2 separate regions of the Mus musculus genome follow, and region 2 is linked to region 1. Evidence: chromatin contacts called from public promoter capture Hi-C data. All regions are on one chromosome and are shown on one strand. The core of a region is the stretch at or near the end of the contact, and the rest is flanking DNA. Distances in the headings are between cores, read along the strand shown.

Region 1 (4,888 bases), core at 717-3,216:
TATGAGTATAGCAGAATACCATTAGGAATCATTTCATTGGCCTTTTTTGTCAGTCATGTTGATTCTATCCTAGTGCTCTGGGCTCTCTAAACCCCTGGATCTTGGCCCTCTAGGAAGTGTCAGGAGTGGACTCCCTCTCATAGCATGGGTCTCAAGCTGGACCAGTCATTGGCCACCCCCTCACATGTTCTATGCCACCTTTACCCCAGCACATCTTATAGGCAGGACACATTGTAAGTCAAAGGTTTTGTGGCTGGATTGGTGTCCCAAACCCTCCATTGGAATGCCTGGTTAGAGGAGCCGATTGGTTCAGGTCCATATCCCCCTTTTCTAGGAGTCTTCGCTAGGGTTACCCTCATAAATTTCTGGGAGTTTCCATTGCACTAGGAATCTAGCTCTCCCCAGAGTAACCCCACCCACCTTCACTGCCACATTTCCAGTTGTCTCTCCCAGTATTCTCTCCCTCTGTCCTCCCTATACCTGATCCATCCTGTTCCCACTCCCCCAGCGAGACTCCTCTCCTGTCTATTCTATTTGCCCTTCACAGTGAGATTCATGCACTCCCCTTTAAGCCCTTCTTGTTACTTAGCTTCTCTGGGTCTGCTAATTGTAACATGGTTATTTGTGGTTAATATAACTTATAAGTGAGTACCTACCGTGCTTGTCTTTTGGAATCAGGGTTACCTCACTCAGGGTGATCTTTTCTAGTCCTTTCTCATGAAGCTCCTTTGGAGTCCTGGCCAGTCTGTGATAAAATCAACAATTATTCTCTGAAGAGTCTAATCTGAGGGAGGCCACAGAAGGGTCCAGCCTTCCCCATATTTCACAACTGGAGGAGTTAGAAAAAAGTTTTCTCAAATGCCGAAAAGGGTTATATGGTAGCCCAAGTTTGGGGGTTTAGTTAAAAATGGGAAAGGCCTGTTTGAATAAATGACTTAAAAATCTTCTGGCTCTCAATGATCTTGGCCTACGCAAGGGACCACTGTGGCAAGGAGAAAGATCTAGCTCTGCAGTGGATATGATTCCTGTCTAGTCGTCTAGCCGTGGGACTCTGTGAATCCAATGGTAACTGCCTGGATTTTGTCTTCCCCAAATACCTCCAAGAAACCAGATCCATCCTGGGGGCAGCCTAGAAACCTTATCCTGATGCCAGAATGTAGCCATGCCAACCCATAGGGTGGAGGCTCTGGGCTGGTCCTGCTGTTCTTAGGACGGTGGAGAACAACCCAGGAGATGGATAGATCTGGCTGCTGGGAACTACCGCTGAATCTGCGAGGCTGTGGGTAGGCAGAGAACTTCCTGTCTCTTGTGTTCCCCATCACCTGGCCCTTAAATCCCATTCTACACTGCAGCACAGCATGGAATGCATAAGGCCTAGCCTTTGGTAAAAGAGAAACAAACAAACAAACAAACAAACAAACAACAACAACAAAATCTGTAGAATGGGCCTTGGCGCTGGTGTACCTTGCTTCCAATCCAGGGTCTGTCCAAATCAAGTTCCTGACTGACTGTTTAAACTCCGGGCATAGTCTTGAGTGTCAAGCTGGTGAATGGGGCCATGGCATCCAGCTTCAGTGGGAAATCTCAACTCCTAGGTCGCCTGTTTTTCTATGTGACACACAAGTGCTTCTGTCTCCAGCACGCACGCAGGGATTCGTTCCAAGGTCCCAGGACCTCTGCAGTCACTAGTTTGTGTCTTGGTGTTGGGGGCAGGGGGTGCAAAAGGAGCAAAGGATACTTTTGGATGTAATAGGTTTCTAGGGCCTCTAGCTGGAGACCTCCGAGGGGGAACGGCCCCGGTTTCCAGAAAGAAGGGGTGGCACAAAAAAGAGGGGGTGGGCAAATGATGGGGCGGGGAGCCCTGAACCACTCTGCGTTCCAGGGAGGAGGAGGAAGGAGGGCAGGCCCTGACTAGAGGGAGGGAAAGAAGGAATCCACCAAGGAGGAGTTTTCCAGCCTGGCTTTAGAGGCTCTGTCTCACTACACAGCCCCTCGGTCTCTTGGCCTCCTCCAGCCCCTTAAGTGAGCTGTGCAGCCTGCCCTGCGGGGGAAGCGCCGGCTCACCATGGGGAGCCCGGGACTTCGGCCCGAGCTGCTGCTGCCTCAAGTACTGCCGCTGTTGCTGGCGCTGCTGCACGTCCTGCCGAGCCAGGGCTTCCCAGGTAGGAGCTAGGGATTGGGGTGTGTTTCCCCAGTTAGTCATCTAGGAACCTCAGAAGTGTCTGCCGAACCCCCTGCCCTGCAACAGCAGGAGATGGGGGGGGTCTCCCTTTGTTTACTCTGAACTCGTCTTTCGCAGTCCCAGGAAGCGGGTCTGAAAGAGGAGTGTGGCTCCCGATTAGGTACAAGAAACTGAGTTCTCTCTTGCAGCGCTTGGAGCCGGAGCCTGAGCACCTTCTGCTCCTAGGGCTCCAAGGTTTAAACCAAACCCTCTTGGCATAGAAGGCTATGAAGAGAAAGTTTGGCCACGGGCTCTTTTGCTTCTTTCTCACCACACTGCATAGCTTCTTTTGCTCCCCACCCCAACCCCTCACAGGGTTTTGATGGCTGTCAGTGCTCTAGGCCTGACAGTTTATTTTGGGTAGAAGCTCCAAATCTTGGCCCCACTCTGGAGCTGAGGAGCTCCGAAACTCTTGTGGACTTTACTAGCCTAGCCGAAGAGCCTTCGTGCATCCTCTTGTCCAGTCTGCTCCCTGCTCCCTCCTGCTCCCACCCCATCCCCCGAACTGCGCCAAACTCTGGGATTCCGAGAAAGTTTGTTTCTCTAAGGGAGAAGTGCCAGCTGAGAGTGGTGACATGTGGCATGCACTTGGTTAGCACCAGGGAAAGCAGGAAAGGCACAGGATTGTGTTGGAGGGCGTGGTCTCCAACAGCTAAGGGGACCCTGGTATTTACTGGGTTTTCACAGCACAGGGAAAATTCTCTTTGGAAGTGCTTGTTTAAAAATATCTAGTTAACATCCTCACAATGAAATCTCAGGCTTACAGAAGGTGTCAGAGGGGCAGGGCTATTTGTTATGGACCCCTGTGGCCTTGGAATGAAGAGTCAATCTATGCAGGCCCCTTTAGTTGTCTGTTTCTAGAAAGGTGGGCCATGCATTGTAAAGTATGTGAATAATGGTCTTCGTGTTAGACATCACTACGAACAGTTTAAATCGGGGGCTTGAGAAGAAACCCCCAGGAAGGGAGCTGGGTAGATGTAGGTAGGGTGGCTTTTGGTCTTTGAATGTTCCAAATGAGTGGATGGATGGATGGATGGATGGATGGATGGATGACATGTGAGTTACAAGACAGGAGCATTCTTTGTGTTTTGTGCTGATGCTTACAGGTTTGAAGTTTCGTAGGAACTAATTAGGGGCAAAGTGCAGAGGGGGCTTTACCTTAGTTGCTAGAGAAATGTCATTTTATGAGGCTGATGTCTCCACTCACTCCCTTGGCAATAATTGTGTTAAAGGGAGCTTAGAGGGGATCTAAATGAAAGAATCTCAACCTCTGGTTGAGCCTGTCCTAGGGAGGCTCCCCTTTTTCGTTTGCTATCCTCCCCCCTCCTGCTCTCTCCTCCCTGCTCCTTTCTCTCCATCTCTACCCTTATATAGTATAGCTGCCAAGCCTCAGACACCCACAGAATCCTAGATTTGCCAGCTCAGGCACTTACTACAGCTTATGTTTTGGGACTTGCCTTTGAGTTTCTTGGCTCAGTCGGCTAGCCTGCTGGTCCCGCCTCCTGACAGCCAGGCAGCCACCAGGTTCCTCTTTGCCACTATTCCTGTTGATCCCTCACCTGCCCTCTGGCTCCACTCAGGTACCCTGAAGCTTTGCAGGAGCACTTCCCTGGAGGCCTCACTCCCATTTTTTTCTAGTCTATTTCTAGCCTGTTTCTTTAAGAAATATTTATTTTACTTGTTGATATTGTATTTATACCATTTTCCCCTTTGTTTTCTGCCCTGCAAGTCCTTCCCTATACCCCACCCCCTTGCTTTCTAAACTACAGAATACTATTCCAATTGGAGTCCTCTCTTGGCACATATCAATGGATTATCTTGGGAACTGAGCTCTGCTGGGGCTGTTGAATTCAACAGAGGAAATTTTAGTCTGAGCCAGAGATTGTAAAAGTCTGGGAAGGGAAAATGCTCTAGACTTGTACATCTGGAGGCATATGGCATCGGCTGGGTTCACTATTAGTTGTGGAGTAACATGTTTTAAAGATTGTCTCAGAGGCACCTATAGTATGTGAACATCATATCTCCAGGAAGAGCCTGTCTAAGAAGATTTGGATCTGGAACTTCACAAAGAGGGAGCTAGGAATTTAGGACCCCATCAGGATCCTAATTATGCTCTTAGAGCAACTTTGTCAGAGAAATGGCAAATCTTTCCTATTTCCACCCGTAGAAGCTCTCTGGAGTTCTTCTAAACCTGAATTTGATGTAGCTTTTCTGGGCTTCTAATTTATTTTTCCCAGCCTATCAAAGACTGTGTGTCTACAGAAGCCTGCAGGAAGTATATGGAACGCTCCTGGCAAAGTTGCCCATGTCTGTGTTTGGATCCTTTTAAGAAATGGACTTGTTCATGAATTCTATTCTTAAAAGAATTCTCACAAGCTTCTGTATGTCTGAGACTTTGGAAGCTCACTCTACCCCCTGCACACAAAGCTGAAGGTGGAGGATGAATGCTGTGGTCATGGACAAAGTCTTTGTGAATCTTCCTAGTATTGGAGAAAACAGGTAAAGTGGTGTGGTTTTGTTCATTAGGGAAACCTTAAAGCTAAATCAGACCACGGCTGTCAAAGCAGGCTTTGGAAGTGCCACATTTGGAGATAAGTATGAGGAGTGGAGCACCTGGCTCAGGCTCTACAATTAAGGTCTCAGCAGAACCTGGCTAGAAATGTCTAT
Region 2 (4,888 bases), core at 907-3,406, 99 kb before region 1:
TTTCACCCCTCTTCCCGGCTCAAATGCTGCTTCCTCTCTTCCTGGGTCCCTCTGCACTTACTGTCTCGAATGCTGATGCTCAAGGGATGCTTTTCCCTCAGCGTCTCCAACTTCCTACTCCAATACTGTTTCCTCTTCCATTGCCCCAGCAAACCGCTCTTTTTATAACACAGAGAATGATCACCATATTTCTAACTTCAGAAGGTAATTCGGTGTCATTTAATTTGTACACATTATGTGGACAATTTGATTATACTCTTGTTTGGTGCAGTATTTTCCAGTCTCTCTCTCTCTCTCTCTCTCTCTCTCTCTCTCTCTCTCATCACCTTTTAAGCCTTATAACCCATTGCTAGGATATCATACTTCGGCATTCTTCACGATTCACCTTAGATTCCTTTGTCCTTCCCTTTCCTTCTTTCACCTGTTCCCGAGACTGCCATGATAGCGTTGATCCAGGAGTTCCATAAGTGTCTGGCTCCATCTGGACCTTCTGTGCATCAGTTGCTTGCTGTGCTCAGCAACTCCACCTGACTTTCCTATGTGTTCAAGGGCTGAGCTCACTATCTCTTCCATTACCTTACTGACCTAACTCTAACCTCCTCTGCTCCTTGCATAGCACTTCCCATCTCTGTAAACGGCACCACCCTTGCCTAGATACTTATGTGAGAAACCAGCGTGGAAGTGCTCAGCACTGACTTATGCTCTGAAATTTATTTTTAGAAGTCAATGAAATAACAGGATAAGCAAAGAAAGTCTTTAAATATTCTGATTTTTCTCATCATGATTGTTATGAGCCTTTAGACATGAGTATTAAGTTCTCCTCAAAATAAGTTAAGTTACCTTTTTTGTTCCTTTCTGCTGATGTAAGTTATATGATAGGTCAGCATTTTCCAAGAGTTGACAACTAGACACCATTTCCTGTGTGCCAAAATACTGAACTTCGGGCAGCCTGACCACTTTTGTACCTAAATACCTGTAATAGCCTTTGAATTGCCTCTCAGTGCTCAAACTGCTTGTCAGAAAAGCAGCCCAAACAGGTAGAATCACTTCAAGAACATGCATAACTGGTCCTTTCCTATCACTTCTGAGCTTAAAGCTCCTCCATGACTTTCCATAGTCTTTAGGATAAAGCGTCCGATTCTGTGGACATGCCATCTCACCTCGAACCAGCCTCAGCAAGGTCCTGGGAGGAACTGATCACTTTATCAGTCTTTGCATACAGTTAACTATGTCCAGACTTCTTTAATTTCATTCAGTTTCTTTGGCTTCAGACCTTCCTGACTTTGTCGTCATCAGACAAGCTTTTGTCTTTCTTAAATCCCTGTTCCCAGGTCGGTGCTCCTTGCTAAGCATCTTTACTAGAATCTCATCCTCAACTTTAGTTTGTACACAAGTGATTGGATTCTATTCCCTCTTTCCTTCCTAATAAAAGTGCCCTGAGTAAGTGTAGGTAATAACTCTCGAATTCTGGGAGCCTTAAATTCAGTTGTGCTTGATTGAGACCCAACTACCTCAGGTATACAAATGGACTCATCCTGGAAGATTTTCTTCCTATTTATTTTATTGTGGCCAACTATTATGGGTGGAAAACCAAGGTTTATCCAGAAAAATATAATATTTCAGAGGAAATTGTATAGATCTTGGCCCTTTAGTTTTATAGGAGATGCAGGCGGACTGTTTAGACCTCAGGCTAAACAACCTGAACTGTGCTTCTCTTCCTATGTTTAATTGGCATATCCGCAAACAGGAATGGCATTATTCAACTTGCATGATTGTAATAACATTTATTACGACCATTTATTCAATAAGGATCTAATGTGTGCATCGAGTATATTTGTTTTGTTCCTAGGATTGCAAATGACATTTGGGATGTAAACCGCCTAGTACCTTGCTGTGTTACAGATTGTTAGTCCTAGTGTGTTGTCAAAGCTGTGCGTTGACGTTTGCATGAGTCACAGAAGTTAGGGCTATGTGAGACATGATGTTGTCACCATATCCCCTCTAGGTCCCTGCATGGCCAGGATCCCTTCAGAAGTAGATGCGCTCCAGAGTCTGCAGCATGGCCGCTTCCAATCGCGACCGCTAGAGGGTGTGCGGTCGCTTACCGCCGCGACCATGGCATCTGCGCTTGCGCCTCACTGACACAGCTTCCGCCAGCCTCCTTCCAAAAGCCTTTCGCCCCTCCCCGCCCCGCAAGGCTCCGCCTCCGTTGCCCCTAGCGTCTGTTTGTTGACTTCCGGGAGCACAGTAGTGGTCTATGCCAAGAGGGTCGCGATGGGGGTCCCAGGGGGTAGGGCAGCACCTTAGGCTCAATCGAGTCGCCCCTGCTATCTTTCCGAAGCAGGCACAGATTCCGTTCGCAGGCTTCGGCATGGCGGAATCTGAGTCACTGGTGCCCGGTGAGTCGCGCGCCCCCAGTCGTGGCGGCTGGCCTGGAGGGAGGGTCCGCGGGCGGGCGGGCGGGCGACAGGCCAGGCCCCGCCTCCGAGCCGGCCCCGTAGTGGTACAGGCCGCAACCTGAGCCTCAGTCAACCGCCTTAGATTTGCGTTTGGGAATAAATAAATTCCCTTTGTCGGGCTGGAGGAAGGGACAGGGACATGAGGGACCCTGTGTGTGTTATTAGCAAGCTGAAATAATGGCTTTTCTTGGAGGCGGCGGCAGCCATTATTCTCTCGCGAAGCATCCCAGGGTCTCTAAACATTTGAGCAAGCGGATGTCCCCAGGACCCGGTTAGGTACAGAATTCAGTAACGAGTGGAATGCGGGGTGAAAGGTTAAAAAGAATGGAAGAAACGAACTGGATAAAGAGAGGAGGGCCTTCGGTGAATTTTTTTTTTTTTTTAAGACTGACTGTCGTGAAGTCTTTTAAAATTATGACTCCGTACGGCTTCCGTACCGGGTAGCCCAGGTAGACATTTCCTGGAGCAGCATTTATTATAAGCGTAGAGTTATAGAGTTGTTCAGCTAAAATGGTGGTCATAATCTACTGAACTGGTTTTTGCATATACTCTAATGGGCTGTTACTAGCATTATGAAAAATAACCACTATATTTGAGCAGAATTGGACATTTAAATATGTATTGCACTTTCTGCTGTGGTCTTGGCTCAAACAGAATTTGATTCTACACCACTTGGAGCTCATACCTTAGTGAGGGTGCAAGAAAATAGTTACAATAGGCTTGACATTAGTTGGCAGAGGACAGAAAGGAACCACCCAACCTTGGTTTTTGGGTTAGGGGAGTGTCTGAAGAGAGATTCTGGGGAGCCAGAGTAAACACCGTTAAATAATTCCTTGTAGGGAAGCCTTGAATCATTTCGAGGTCCTTGCCTCCCAAGGCTCAGTGACTTGAGTCGAACTGGCTTGCTTCAAGCTTGTTCTCAAGTGGTTTAGTCCCGTGCACATTGATATATATTATTAATATTTACATTCAGTATGCTTTCTCTGGAAATTTCCCCCAAACTGGGTCTGACTTTCTATTTGAGTGGTGTGTGTGTGTGTGTGTGTGTGTGTTTAAATAGTTACTTGGAAATGTTAATGGATATTTAGTCTTTTGAAAATGATACTGGTCCAAGTCTGTGAATATTCCTCAGATCAGACAATGGCAGTTGAAGAATGTCAAATCTCAGCCTCCATCTCCAATCCCCATGGACTGATCCGTAGCTTGAACTCTCATTTCTTCTCAATGGGAACAGGAATACCCGAGGTGTTTCCGTAGTAAAACCTGGGTAATATGCTATCTTTCACACTGAAAGTATTGAAAGCTGTGTTTGATTTCCTACTCAGCATTCTAGTGATGTGAAAATGGTGGTAGAGTGATAAATAGTGTAGAAGGGAAGTTTTCTGTTTGAAACTTAGCACAAACTTCAGTGTAACTGATATTTCCTAGAGGAACGTCTTGTGCAATGGGTATAAGTAGCAAGGAAAACCTACACTATCAGTAATACAGTTGAGCAAATAAAATACTTATCAATAAATATTTTGGTAGCGAATCAATTAGAGAGATTGCTGTGTAGAGCATAATTAATTGCCATATGGCCTCTATTCATTGCAAGATTCTGAGAAACCAGTAATTTCCAATGTTTGTAATAGGACTTTACAGAGGTAGCCATCAGTTAATACATTGGAGATTACAGATTCTGTACTAGATTCCTTATTATAAAAGAGAGAATACAACCCTGTGTTTACAATATTGTAAATAGATTGTGTACAACAAACCTTTTCGTACCTGTGTTAAATTCAAGGCATAAGAATGTGTATTGGTATTTTAAACACCATTTAGAAATAACCATAATGATTAAAGGAGGAAGTTAAGGTTGGGTAAAGTAACCCATTGAGTATTGTATTAAGTATTAGATTAGGAATTTGAATACATGATTACCCTCCCATTTTAAAACATTTTCTCTCTCCCTTATCTCACTGTGTGTGCCAAATTTCTGGGAGTCTTTTCATTCTTATATGGGTGCTGGGGCTCATACTCTGATTGTGGTCTATTGACTTTTAAAGCCTTGTATAGGTTCCCATAGTGCAAGTGAAACAGTATGTAATAATATGCTTATGTCTGCCCTGCACCTAGCTTTAATGGACAGTCGCAAGCATTGTCAGTAAGAGTTTGGCATTTGTAGTAACATCCCTCCCTTGTATGCAAACACTGGCAATCCCTTGGAAGGGGTAAAGAAATTCCAAACTCACTTAGACCCTTCCCATGAATTTCCTGTGGTATTAACGAAAAAATGTGATACTGTTTCAGTTCTGAGTGTGGGGAAAATGTCCTTAGTCAGGGACCAGACTGTGGGGTCTTAACCAGAGTGAGTAGAGTTGTGTTTAATAAAATTCTTTTCTGCCTAATGTTAGGAACTTTTACACTTAACAGAGTCAGCTCATACATAG

Evidence for each region. Capture Hi-C pulls out chosen DNA fragments and counts their contacts.
Region 2: a contact with region 1 is called in a promoter capture Hi-C map of adipose tissue. The contact joins the promoter of Rpgr here to the promoter of Srpx in region 1. A contact is called at or near these places in 1 of 39 promoter capture datasets (maxillary cranial neural crest), 1 of 484 Hi-C or Micro-C datasets (uterus), 1 of 115 datasets of contacts at active chromatin or transcription factors (the NIH/3T3 cell line) and 1 of 9 other capture datasets (adipose tissue).

Annotation. Positions count from the first base shown.
Region 1 is chrX:10,114,718-10,119,605 of GRCm38.p6, reverse strand. It overlaps Srpx (sushi-repeat-containing protein), which reads left to right and starts at 1,966. Exons shown (of 10, transcript NM_016911.5): 1 at 1,966-2,162. The coding sequence starts at 2,066. It overlaps Gm33844 (a long non-coding RNA gene), which reads right to left and starts at 1,909. Exons shown (of 3, transcript XR_386890.4): 1 at 1,465-1,909; 2 at 657-745.
Region 2 is chrX:10,214,063-10,218,950 of GRCm38.p6, reverse strand. It overlaps Rpgr (retinitis pigmentosa GTPase regulator), which reads left to right and starts at 2,156. Exons shown (of 17, transcript NM_011285.2): 1 at 2,156-2,399. The coding sequence starts at 2,258.